Regions from separate parts of the Sus scrofa genome. Here region 2 is linked to region 1. A link is a contact called in public HiChIP or PLAC-seq data. All regions are on one chromosome and are shown on one strand. The core of a region is the stretch at or near the end of the contact, and the rest is flanking DNA. Distances in the headings are between cores, read along the strand shown. Region 1 holds the start of LAT2 (linker for activation of T-cells family member 2). Region 2 holds the start of LOC100620992 (general transcription factor II-I repeat domain-containing protein 2).

Region 1 (5,100 bases), core at 1,660-4,159:
ATGAGAGAATAAAGCCACAGGTCAGGGGAGGCAGAGGAACGGGTGGTGGTTCACGGCCAAAGCAAAGTGCCATAGATGGCTGGGGTGAGGGGCAGGAGGGCTGCCTGTTCGTATCTTGAGTGTCGAGGACGGGAGACAACTTTACAGATGGGCTGCAGTGACTTCTAGAATGTCGTATATGCTTCTCAAGTTGCATTTTTCTAAATAACCATCACTTCCTGTAGCTTTCAGGGATCTGTGACCCCAGAAGAGTCTGAGCCTTGGCACTGAGTTCTTGGAACGGCTCCTTTTCTACCTCGATACCTTGCTTCTCTGACGAGTGTGTGCACAAACCGACACTCCACTGTGAGCCCCAAAGCCAAATAGCCCTGTTGGGAGTGATGGAAACTGGAAATAGACAGTGGTGATGGTTGCACAATATTGTGAATAATTCGTGTCGCTGAGTTGCATATTATAAAATGCTGAGGGCGCAGCCAAAAGAAATGGTTAAAGTGGTGAATTTCCTGTTGATATTTATTTTGTCACAATATTTTAACGGCATAATATACCAGGAACCATTGAATTGGAAAAAAAAAAAAATGGTGTTCCCATCGTGGCTCAGTGGTAACAAACCTGCCTAGTTTCCGTAAGGACGCAGATTCAGTCGCTGGCCTCGCTCTGGTTTAAGGGTCTGGGGTTGCTGTGGCTGTGGTACAGACTGGCAGCTTCAGCTCCAATTTGACCCCTGGCCTGGGAACCACCATATGCCACAGGCAAGGCCCTAAAAAGACAAAAAAAAAAAAAAAAAAAAAAAATTCACTGGCATTTACACAGCTGGACATGAAATGTCTAGTTTTTTAAAGCTTATTTTCTAACTCACGGCTGAATGGCCTATAAGTAGAATAGAACTGGGAGAGATTTGAGAATTGCCCTGCAAGGGAGCAGGGTCATCCTTCCACTCAGGTCCAAAAGGTTGACGGGCCTGTTTCTGTGGATAGAAGACGAGCTCCAGGAGGGTCCAGGAGGTTTCCTCAGTGCTGCTGTGGATGCACCTGAGTCTTTGCCCGTGGTTGGTGGTCACTTCAACACCTGCCGTCGCTAAGAAAGGCCCATGACAGAAGCTGGCATGTGGATGAGAGCTCCGTTCCCACCAGACCCTGGAGTTTCTGTGTCTCCACGGGCAGGAAACCCCAGGCAGGCGCGTAGCTGAGAAGCGGCTGGAGACCCACTCTGGCTCGTCCTCGTGGGTGAGGAGGGTCCAGGCAGGTGGTCCCAGCCAGGACCTGAACTCATGGGTGGTGAAGAGACAACAGGCTTTGGACTCTGTGTTCACAACCAGCTTACCTCTAGGATTCTTAGTCTATGCCCTTGCCAAGGTGTCCCTGGAAAGTGTTGCCGTGGGCCTTACACGTTGCACTGCCCCATGTGGAACGAGGGAGGCAGCGTGCGTCACAGGTGCAGCTCTGCAATTCAGATAAGGTTGGCTTTAGTCCTTGTGTCACAGTTTGCCGTGGAGACAACTTCTGGCACTCTGCCCAGGGATCTCGGGTCCCTGCGCTACCCTTCTCTCCCACAGGGTGGCAGCAGAGGGCGCCCAGCCCCTGTGTTTCTGTTTCGGTTCTGGCAGGGCCTCCTGGGGGCACTTCCACTGCGGCTGGACTGCCTGGCCTGGTCTGGGACGTCCGGGCCACCCCAGGCTGGGGCTGAAAGCCCCGCCCCAGCCAAGACGGGCCCCAGAGCTCGGGAGCCCAGGCTCTGAGATGCCAGGCAGGTGGGGGTTGGGAGACCCTCATGGGGTGGCGTGCCACTAAGAGTTCAGTGGCCTTGGACAAGGTGTTTAGTGACACATAACAGGAGGCCCTGGAGAATGTGTGCTGCGTGTGGGGCACCCACCTCTCAGCACCGTTCTCACCTCTGAAGGAAGTGCCCAGGGGCTGGGCAGCAGGTGGAGAGCCTGGGGGCTGGGTCCTAACTGCCCTGCTTTCCCCCCACCCCGGCCCGGGCCTGCCGCCTGCCTGGGGCCAGCTCCACGCCTCCACGAGCCTCATCTGGAAAATGGGGGTGAGAAGGCTCCTGGGACTGAAGGAGGAGCCGGGATTGTCCTTCCTTCTATCCTCCAGCGTTGTCTCTTCACCTCAGTGGCCTCTCCATCCATCTCTCTTTGTCTCTGGCTGTTTTTTCTCTAGAGGGCCGCACCCACGGCATGTGGAAGTTCCCAGGCCAGGGGCCAGCTGGAGCTGCAGCTGCCGGCCTGCACCACAGCCACAGCAACGCCGGATCTGAGCCACATCTGCAGCCTACACCACAGCTTGTGGTAACGCTGGAACATTAACCCCCTGAGAGGGGCCAGGGTTTGAACCTGCATCCTCTTGGATACTAGTTGGGTTCTTAACCCCTTGAGCCACAATGGGAACTCCTCTGGCTCTTTGTTATTATTATTATTGTTTTTGTTTTTTGTTTTTTACCTTTTCTAGGGCCTCACCGGTGGCATATGGAGGTTTCCAGACTAGAGGTCCAACTGGAGCTGGAGCCGCCAGCCGACACCACAGCCACAGCAACGCGGGATCCTTAACCCACTGAGCGAGGCCAGGGATTGAACCCGCAACCCCGCGGTTCCTAGTCAGATTCGTTAACCACTGAGCCACGACGGGAACTCCTGGCTCTTTGTCATGTCTGGCCTGGCTTGCATCTCTCTGCGCCCATCCACCCATGTCCCATGGGTATGGGTGTGGACGTGTATTTCTGTGTTTCTGTGTTTTCAGCGTGTCTCTCTCCGTGTCTTCCCACTCTTTGTCCCTGCCTGTGCGTGATATGCAAGCAGCCCTATTTCATGCTCTTTCTCCCTGTCCCCCTCTGTCTCTTCCCCTCTGTGAGGCCTGTGTGTGTTGTGGTTGTGTGTGTGTATTTAGTGTGTGTTGTGTGTGTGTCCGTGCACGTCTCTCTCTCTGCCTGACTGCCTCCGTCTTGTTCTCTGTCTCTCTCTGTCTCCGCCTCCGTCTTGGTCTCTGTCTCTGTCTCTCTCTGTCTCTGCCTCTGTGAGAGCCGAGCCTGTCCGGCAGAGCAGCGGATGTGTGAGGGATGATTCAGTGGCTGACAGGAAGCCCGCCGCCTTGCCTGCTGCCCGCCAGTGTCTGTGGCGTTGGCATCGGCTCGGGCAGGTGTGTGGGCTCAGGATGAGGTGGCCGCAGTGAGGAGCGCCTGCTCTCAGGTAAGCCTTTCCCAGGGGTGCCTGGAGCCTGGCCCCAAGGCAGGGGTCCTGAGCTGTCCCCAGACACCCCACAGGGGATGGGAGTGGCCTCGCTGGCCGAGCAGGAGCACTTGGCTGCCGGCTGGGGGTGGGGGTGGGGGCTGGGAAGAAGCCAGGCCGCCCGGCACCCCCTGCCTTGGCCCCGGCACTGTCCTGGCACCCCTGGCTAGGGGGCCCTCACCCCAGACCCTGCAGCACTAGAGGTGCAGCTATTTCTGGGGCTCCGGCTACTCTCCTGCCCCCATTTTCCCCAGCCCAGCCCGCACAGCCCTGGGGAGCCCCAGGGCAGCCGCTCCCCGGGGCAGGCCTGTGAGCCTGAGTTTCTTCATCTGTATAATGGGACTGGAGCTGCCCTGCCACAGGGCTATGGGAGGTCGGGTGAGACGCTACAGACGGGCAGGCCCAGGTCCTGCCCTGGGCCAGGGAGAAGCGGCTGTCCCGGCCGTCCCGAGCCCCAGCCAGCTCGCTCCTGTGCGGCTGGAGGAACTACAGGCCCTGGGCTGCTCGTGGTGGCCGCTCTGTTCACCATCCCCCACCCCTGCCCCAGAACAAGGGCTGCCGTCCGGGCCCCTGCACCTGCCGCTGGAGCGTAAAGAGCCTCCATTGGAGTCCTCCTGGCCTCATCGGAAGGCCAAGGTCATTTGGGAAAATGGAGCAGAGCCCCGCGGATAAAGCCTTCTCAGGGCTTGGGCCGGACCTCTGGCTCCCCGCTTAGCCCCCAGAGCCTGCCCTTCGGCCCTAGGGGTCCCAGGTTCCCCTTCTCCAGCATGAGGAGGGCTGGGAGGCCGGGCAGGAGGGCCACCAAGGCGCCTTGGGGACGGGAGGTGGGTGCTGAGGCTCGCTCAGCCCAGCCCCGAGAGCTTTTCCGCCATCGGCTTGTTGCAAACCTTGTTCATATGAAAACTGCCCACTTCCCTTTCTGCTATTTTGGCCCCGCAGGCCACGGGCTGAGGGCCTCCCCTCCCCACCCCACCCAGCCCTGCCGGCCCCTAGGGGCCCTCCTGCGGCTGCGAGGCCTGGCTCTGCTGGGGCCCAGCCCCTCCGCCTCCCTGTCCCCCGCCCACCTGCTCTCAGACCTGGATGGGAAAGGAGGAAAGCGAACAGATTGATTCCGTCTGGGGGGCAGCCACAGAGGTTTTCCTCAAACGAGTGTCTTTTAAAAAATATTGTGTACATCTTTAAAACGTCCTGTAAGGAAGGATTCACGTAGCAGAGTGTAGGCCCGGGCGTCAGCCCACCCTGGGAGCGGATGCCGGCTCTGACCGCTCAGCTGTGTGACCTCAGAAGGAGTACTCACCTCTCTGGGCTTCCCTCTCCTCCCTCGGAAGGCAGGAGCTGGCGTCTCCGAGGTGATGCTCTGCCTGTCTTGGACAACTGGGGGGCTGGGCAAAGGCCACACTCTCTTCAGATCCCAGCCCCTCCCAGGGTCCCCGCACAACGCCCCCCGCCCCCGTGTTGGACAGTTGTTGAGGGGGCTTAGACCTGCAGATCTTGGGGACCAGGCAAGGCAGGTTTCAGGTAGGGTTGCCTCATACTGTTCACTGCAGGCCGTCCAGCCAGCTCTGGCCCCAACAGGCTGCGGCTGCCGCTTTCCATCCTTTGGGGACCGTGGTGCTGGCAAGTCATGGTGGTCCCAGCCAACTGTGCCCCACTAGCCTGCTCTAGCACCTGGCAGGCGTCAGTTCAGTGCTGGGCCTCACACGACCAACCTGAGGGTTGAAAGTCATTTCCCCGGTTTAACAGAGGGGCAACCGGAAGCCGGGGATGCTGGGCCAGAATTGGAAACCTTATGCCCCGCTCCCTTCCCTCACGCACGGCCAGGGGTAGAAATGGGCTTGGGCTGGGGGCACCCCGAAGTGTGCGTCTTGTCCCAG
Region 2 (5,100 bases), core at 1,253-3,752, 540 kb after region 1:
TTGTCACTGCTGTGGCATTGGTTCAGTCTCTGGCCAGGGAACTTCTGCATGTCGTGGTTGCAGGAAAAAAAAATGTAATAATCAAGGACTTCAGCCAAATTTAATTTTTTTTTTTTTTTTTTGGTTTTTAGGGCTGAACCTGTGGCATATGGAAGTTCCCAGGCTAGAGGTCGAATTGGAGCTACAGCTGCCTGCCACAGCCACAGCCACAGCCACACTGGGTCATCTGAAACCTACACCACAGCTCACCACAATACCGGATCCCCCATCCACTTAGCGAGGCCACTGATTGAACCTGCATCCTCATGGATACCAGTCAGATTCGTTCCCACTGTGCCACAACAGGAACTCCTAAAATGTTTTTAAATGTAATGAGCACCTGCTGTGTCAAGACATACACTGCCAGCAGGCAAGCCAAGGGGAAAACTAGGAAAAAATCCACATTCTGGGTTTCAAGTAAGACAGACTTCCACAGACACAGCAGAATAGCAGCTAATAAAAGCAAAAGGAAAGCCAGACAATCCCAAAAGTGTCCAGGGTCCTGGGTCAACAACCTGGGAATAAGGGAAGAGACTGCCCAGGCAGCAGGTGTGGGCAAAGACCCAGAGCTCCCGGCAGCAAACGGGGGTGGGGTCGCTAAACCGCCCCAAATGGATTCACATCTGCAGTAGCCTGGCGCCAAGCCCTGTGTCTTCTGAAGGCACACAGATCAAGCCTCCCTCTCCAGAGGGAAGAAAAGAGAAGGGTTGCTCAGTTCTTCAGCTGCAGCCGTGAGCAATATCCACTGTGCCAATTTCCAATCTTATATCTAAACATCTGTTTACTTCAAATTACCAGCACAAAACTAAAACGTGATATTTTTGGCTCAGGAGTTCCACTCCTTGGTATGTATCTAGGAGCTCAAAACAAACCATCCACGCAAAAAAAGTGAACACGGATGTTCACAGCGGTATTCATAATAGCCAAAAAGTGGTAAAAATCCAAAAACATTCATCAATTGAGGGAAAATGGAAATGGGGTATACCCATTGAATGGATTATTATTCAGCCATAAGAAGGAAGCAAAGAAGCCAGATCCAAGAGACTCCCTTTGATGATTCTGAGCTTAGGAAATGCTGGAATAGGCAGAGCCATCGGACAGAAAATACTTCGCTGTGTCCAGGGCTGGGATGGGAAAAGAAAATGACTGCCTAACGGAAATGGATTTTCTTTTTGGGTGATGAAAACATTCTGGCATTAGTGGTCATGGTCGCGCAACTCTGTGAATAAACAAAAAATCCGCTGGATTATACACTTTGCAAGTGTGGATTTCATGGCATTTTTCAATAAAGCTGTTATTTTGTTTGAAAGGTGGGAAATATAGTCCCGCAAGTCTTTTTTTCTCTTTTATCTCTAAATCATAATCTGAGGGATTCTAATCTAGGGCCAGAAGCTCATCGTCCGGCCTCTGAATTAGTTTTATGCCCACAGACAGGCCGCTACTGGGTGCCCGACTGAGCCCACCCAGGACAAAACCCAGCGGGTGGGCCAGTCGTTGCGGTGGAGCAGGGCGCGGTTACTAGGCAACAGCGGCCGCCCCGCCCCGCCCCGCCCCCCCAATTAACCAATCAGGCTCGCCCGCACGCAGCGGTGTACTCCCAAGTACGCCAGCCGGAGCTTGACCTCACGCACTCCGGGACCCAGAGAGCCCAGAACCGGCAGCCCCCGCCCCCACCGCTTTCGCTCAGCCAATCAGAAGGGAGAGTGATGCGCGTTCTGTGCGTGCGACCGCGGCCCCCGCGCCGGGGCTTTCCCGCCCCACCCCCACTCCGCGGGCCCTGCCCGTGGGGAGCCGGTTCCGGGCCCCGTCGGGCGGGCGGGGAAGGGGGCTGCAGCCGCGCGCTTCGGAGGGCAACCTACCCTCCGCCACGCCCGCGAGTAGAGAGTTCCAAGCAAAGCACCCGCTCTTAATGGCGGCTGCGGCAGGGGCGGGGTACGCACCTGAGGTCCCCGCCGGCGGGCAGCGCCCTGCCGGTCGCGGGGTCCGAGGGCTGGGCCACCCGGGAGTGGCGGGGGGCCGAGGGCGGCGGCCGTGACCGCGATGAGGCGAGGACGCTGCGTGTGGGTGGCGGCCGAAGCCCTGCGCTCCACTATCCCTCCTTTTTCTCTTTCTTTTCCCTTTTTTTTTTTTTTTTTTTTTTTTTTGGCTTCCTGGAAGGCAGCCTTGACTCGTGTGTCCGCAGCGCCCCAAGTGGGAGTTGCCGTTTCCGGTGCCATGAAATCCAGTTCGCTGCACAGTTTGCTGGAAGGCTCTCAGTCCCCTTCTGCTCTAGGCCAGCCGTGCTCATCCATCCCCGGCCTTTGATGAGTGGCTGCAGGTGTCTGGTCTCACGCCGTGATACCGCCCTCAAACATGGACATACTCTCTTGCTGTTATTTAATATGATACTCATTAAATTGCAGTTTGTAGCTTTAAAGCGGTGAGGTCACAATTCCAGTGATCGGTGAATCTGCCTTAAAGCCCTGGAGTTATTTGTTAACTGACCTTTTGATGGGGTCATTGGCATTGCCAACCAATCATGAGCTGTCCATCAGGTGGTGCTGGCGTTCCAGCAAACAGTTGAATATGACTATAGTGTTATCTAATCAAACTTAAGTTACAGATTTATTTTAAATATACCAAAAGGAGAATAAGATAATAGAAATATTTACCTGTTGCTCAGATTTAACGTAGTGTGCCTTACTTCTTTTTCAGCCATGCTCGCAGCTAGCAGAAGTTTCTGGGCCGGGGATCCAACCCCTACCATAGGAGTAATCAGAGCCACAGCAGTGACAACGTGGGGACCCTTAACCCTCTGAACCACCTGGGAACTCAGTGTATATTTGAGTTGATACATTGTTTGAACTCATAGGCAGCAGCACTGATTGTAACTCATGTCTGAAAGGAAGCGTAGCTAACACTAGTATTTTCTACATAAGGCACATCATAGCCTTCTTGCGCTTAGAAACACAGGTAGCACTTAAGTACTATATTTGATGACCATTTTAAACAGCAAAATCACACACACACACACACACGCATGGAAGCACAAAATGTGGAAAATGAACATTAAATAGACCCAGAACAGGATACTCGTTTCCTATGTTAGACCTGAAACGAGTGTCACCTCATTCTACTTCAGCTGGGAACATGTAGGGCAGGCAGAACAACTTGTTTTTGCCACTGCTGTGTCTGCAAGATCGGGGAAAGGAAGGTGAGTATTGCTTTTTAAATTTACCTATAAATTATAGTGAGTAGGTGAATTCACAAATATGAAATTAGCAAATAATAAGGATTGACTTTTGTTGTTGCCCAAAACAATGGGAGTGTAAAACTCTCATACTTAAAAATGTAACCTGGAGGGGAGTTCCCATCGTGGCTCAGTGGTTAATGAATCCGACTAGGAACCATGGGGTTGTGGGTTTGATCCCTGGCCTTGCCCAGTGGGTTGGGGATCCGGTATCGCCGTGAGCTGTGGTGTAGGTTGCAGACATGGCTCAGGTCCCACGTGGCTGTGGCTCTGGCGTTGGCCGGTGGCTACAGCTCCGATTCGACCCCTAGCCTGGGACCCTCCATATGCTGTGGGAGCGGCCCGAGAAATGGCCAAAAAGACAAAAAAAAAAAAAAAAAAAGTAACCTGGAAACAATTTTCTTTCTTTTTTTTCTTTTTTGGCCACCCCATGGCATTTGGAATTCCCAGGCCAGGGATCATATCTGAACCACACCTGTAACCTACGCCGAAGCTGGGGCAACACTGGATGCCAGGCTTAACCCAGTATGCCAGGCTGGATATCTAACCTGCGTCCTGGCACTGCAGAGATGCTGCCGATCCCATTGTGCCACAGCGGAAACTCCTGGAAACAACTTTCTAATCTGCTTTAAAATCTTGTATAGGAAGAATTTTGGTGTTTTGAACCATTTGTTAAAAGTGTGAAAATACAGGCGTTCCTGTTGTGGCTCAGTAGAAACAAGTCGGACTAGTATTCACGAGGACATGGGTTCAATCTCTGGCCTCGCTCAGTGTGTCAGAAATCCGATGTTGTGGTGAGCTGTGGTGTATTTCACAGACCAGCCCCAGATCCTGTGTTGCAGTGGCTGGGGTGTAGGTCAGCAGCTGTAGCTCCAGTTTGACCCCTAGCCTGAGAATTTCCATATGCAGCTCTAAAAAGCAAAAAAAAAGAAAAAGAAAAAAGAAAAAGAAAAAACTGAAAATACACATTTTGTTATTGGTTTGAAAGAACGACTGATTGACAGCAAGAGTTGGGTATATGTACCACCTCTTCCTCTCTCTTGAATCCGTTCCATTAAACCCCCATAACTCCACTAAAGTCTTTTCCACGGTCACAAGGGACCACCACCTGGCGGCAGTCATTTTTCAGTCTGTGAATCACTTGATCGGCGTTTGACAGCCAGTCACCACATCCTCTTTGAAACACATCTGGATTTGTCAGATACCATTCCGGACTGCTGTTCTGCCTCTTCTTCTGACTGCTTTTCTTACTCTGTGGCAGGTCCTTCTTCCCACCCACCCCCAACCTTTCCATAGTGCCGTATCGGGATTTAGTCTTGGTCTCTTTCTCAGCTGCTCTCATTCCCTAGAAAACCTCATCCAGTCTTGGGGCCTTAAATCCCATGGGTAAGGGTTTTGACTGTCAAGTATGCCCATTTTCAGCCCAGCCAGGTCCCCCCACTCCCAGTCTGTATAAGCACCTGCCTGCTTTGAGATATTCACTTGGGGGATGAGTATGTGTCTCAAACAGAACATGTCCTGCCCTCTGCCCAGGTCCTCCTGCTTCTCAGTTAATGAAACTCTTCCCGTACCCAGGCCCCAGCCCTGGAAGCATCCGTTCCTTCTCCCGTGGCCCACAGGCATCAGACAATCCAGTCAGTTCCAGCGCTACCCAGACTCCGCCACTGTCTCACCACCACCACACTCGTCCAAGCCAACACCATCTCTGGCAGTACCTCCCACTCGATCGTCCTAATTCTGCCTTAATCCTCTTCAGGCTATTCTTAACACGGCAATCAGAAGAATTCTCTGATTTGTAACTCATTTCACTCCTCTGCTCAAAACTGTCCCTC

Evidence for each region. HiChIP or PLAC-seq counts read pairs in DNA pulled down with a chosen protein or histone mark.
Region 2: an H3K27ac HiChIP or PLAC-seq map of alveolar macrophages shows a contact between it and region 1. The contact joins the promoter of LOC100620992 here to the promoter of LAT2 in region 1. A contact is called at or near these places in 2 of 47 Hi-C or Micro-C datasets (embryonic fibroblasts and fetal skeletal muscle) and 1 of 2 datasets of contacts at active chromatin or transcription factors (alveolar macrophages).

The regions. Positions count from the first base shown.
Region 1 is chr3:11,350,964-11,356,063 of Sscrofa11.1, forward strand. LAT2 (linker for activation of T-cells family member 2) reads left to right here and starts at 2,910. Exons shown (of 13, transcript NM_001243411.1): 1 at 2,910-3,187.
Region 2 is chr3:11,895,954-11,901,053 of Sscrofa11.1, forward strand. It overlaps LOC100620992 (general transcription factor II-I repeat domain-containing protein 2), which reads right to left and starts at 2,503. Exons shown (of 14, transcript XM_013995562.1): 1 at 1,980-2,503.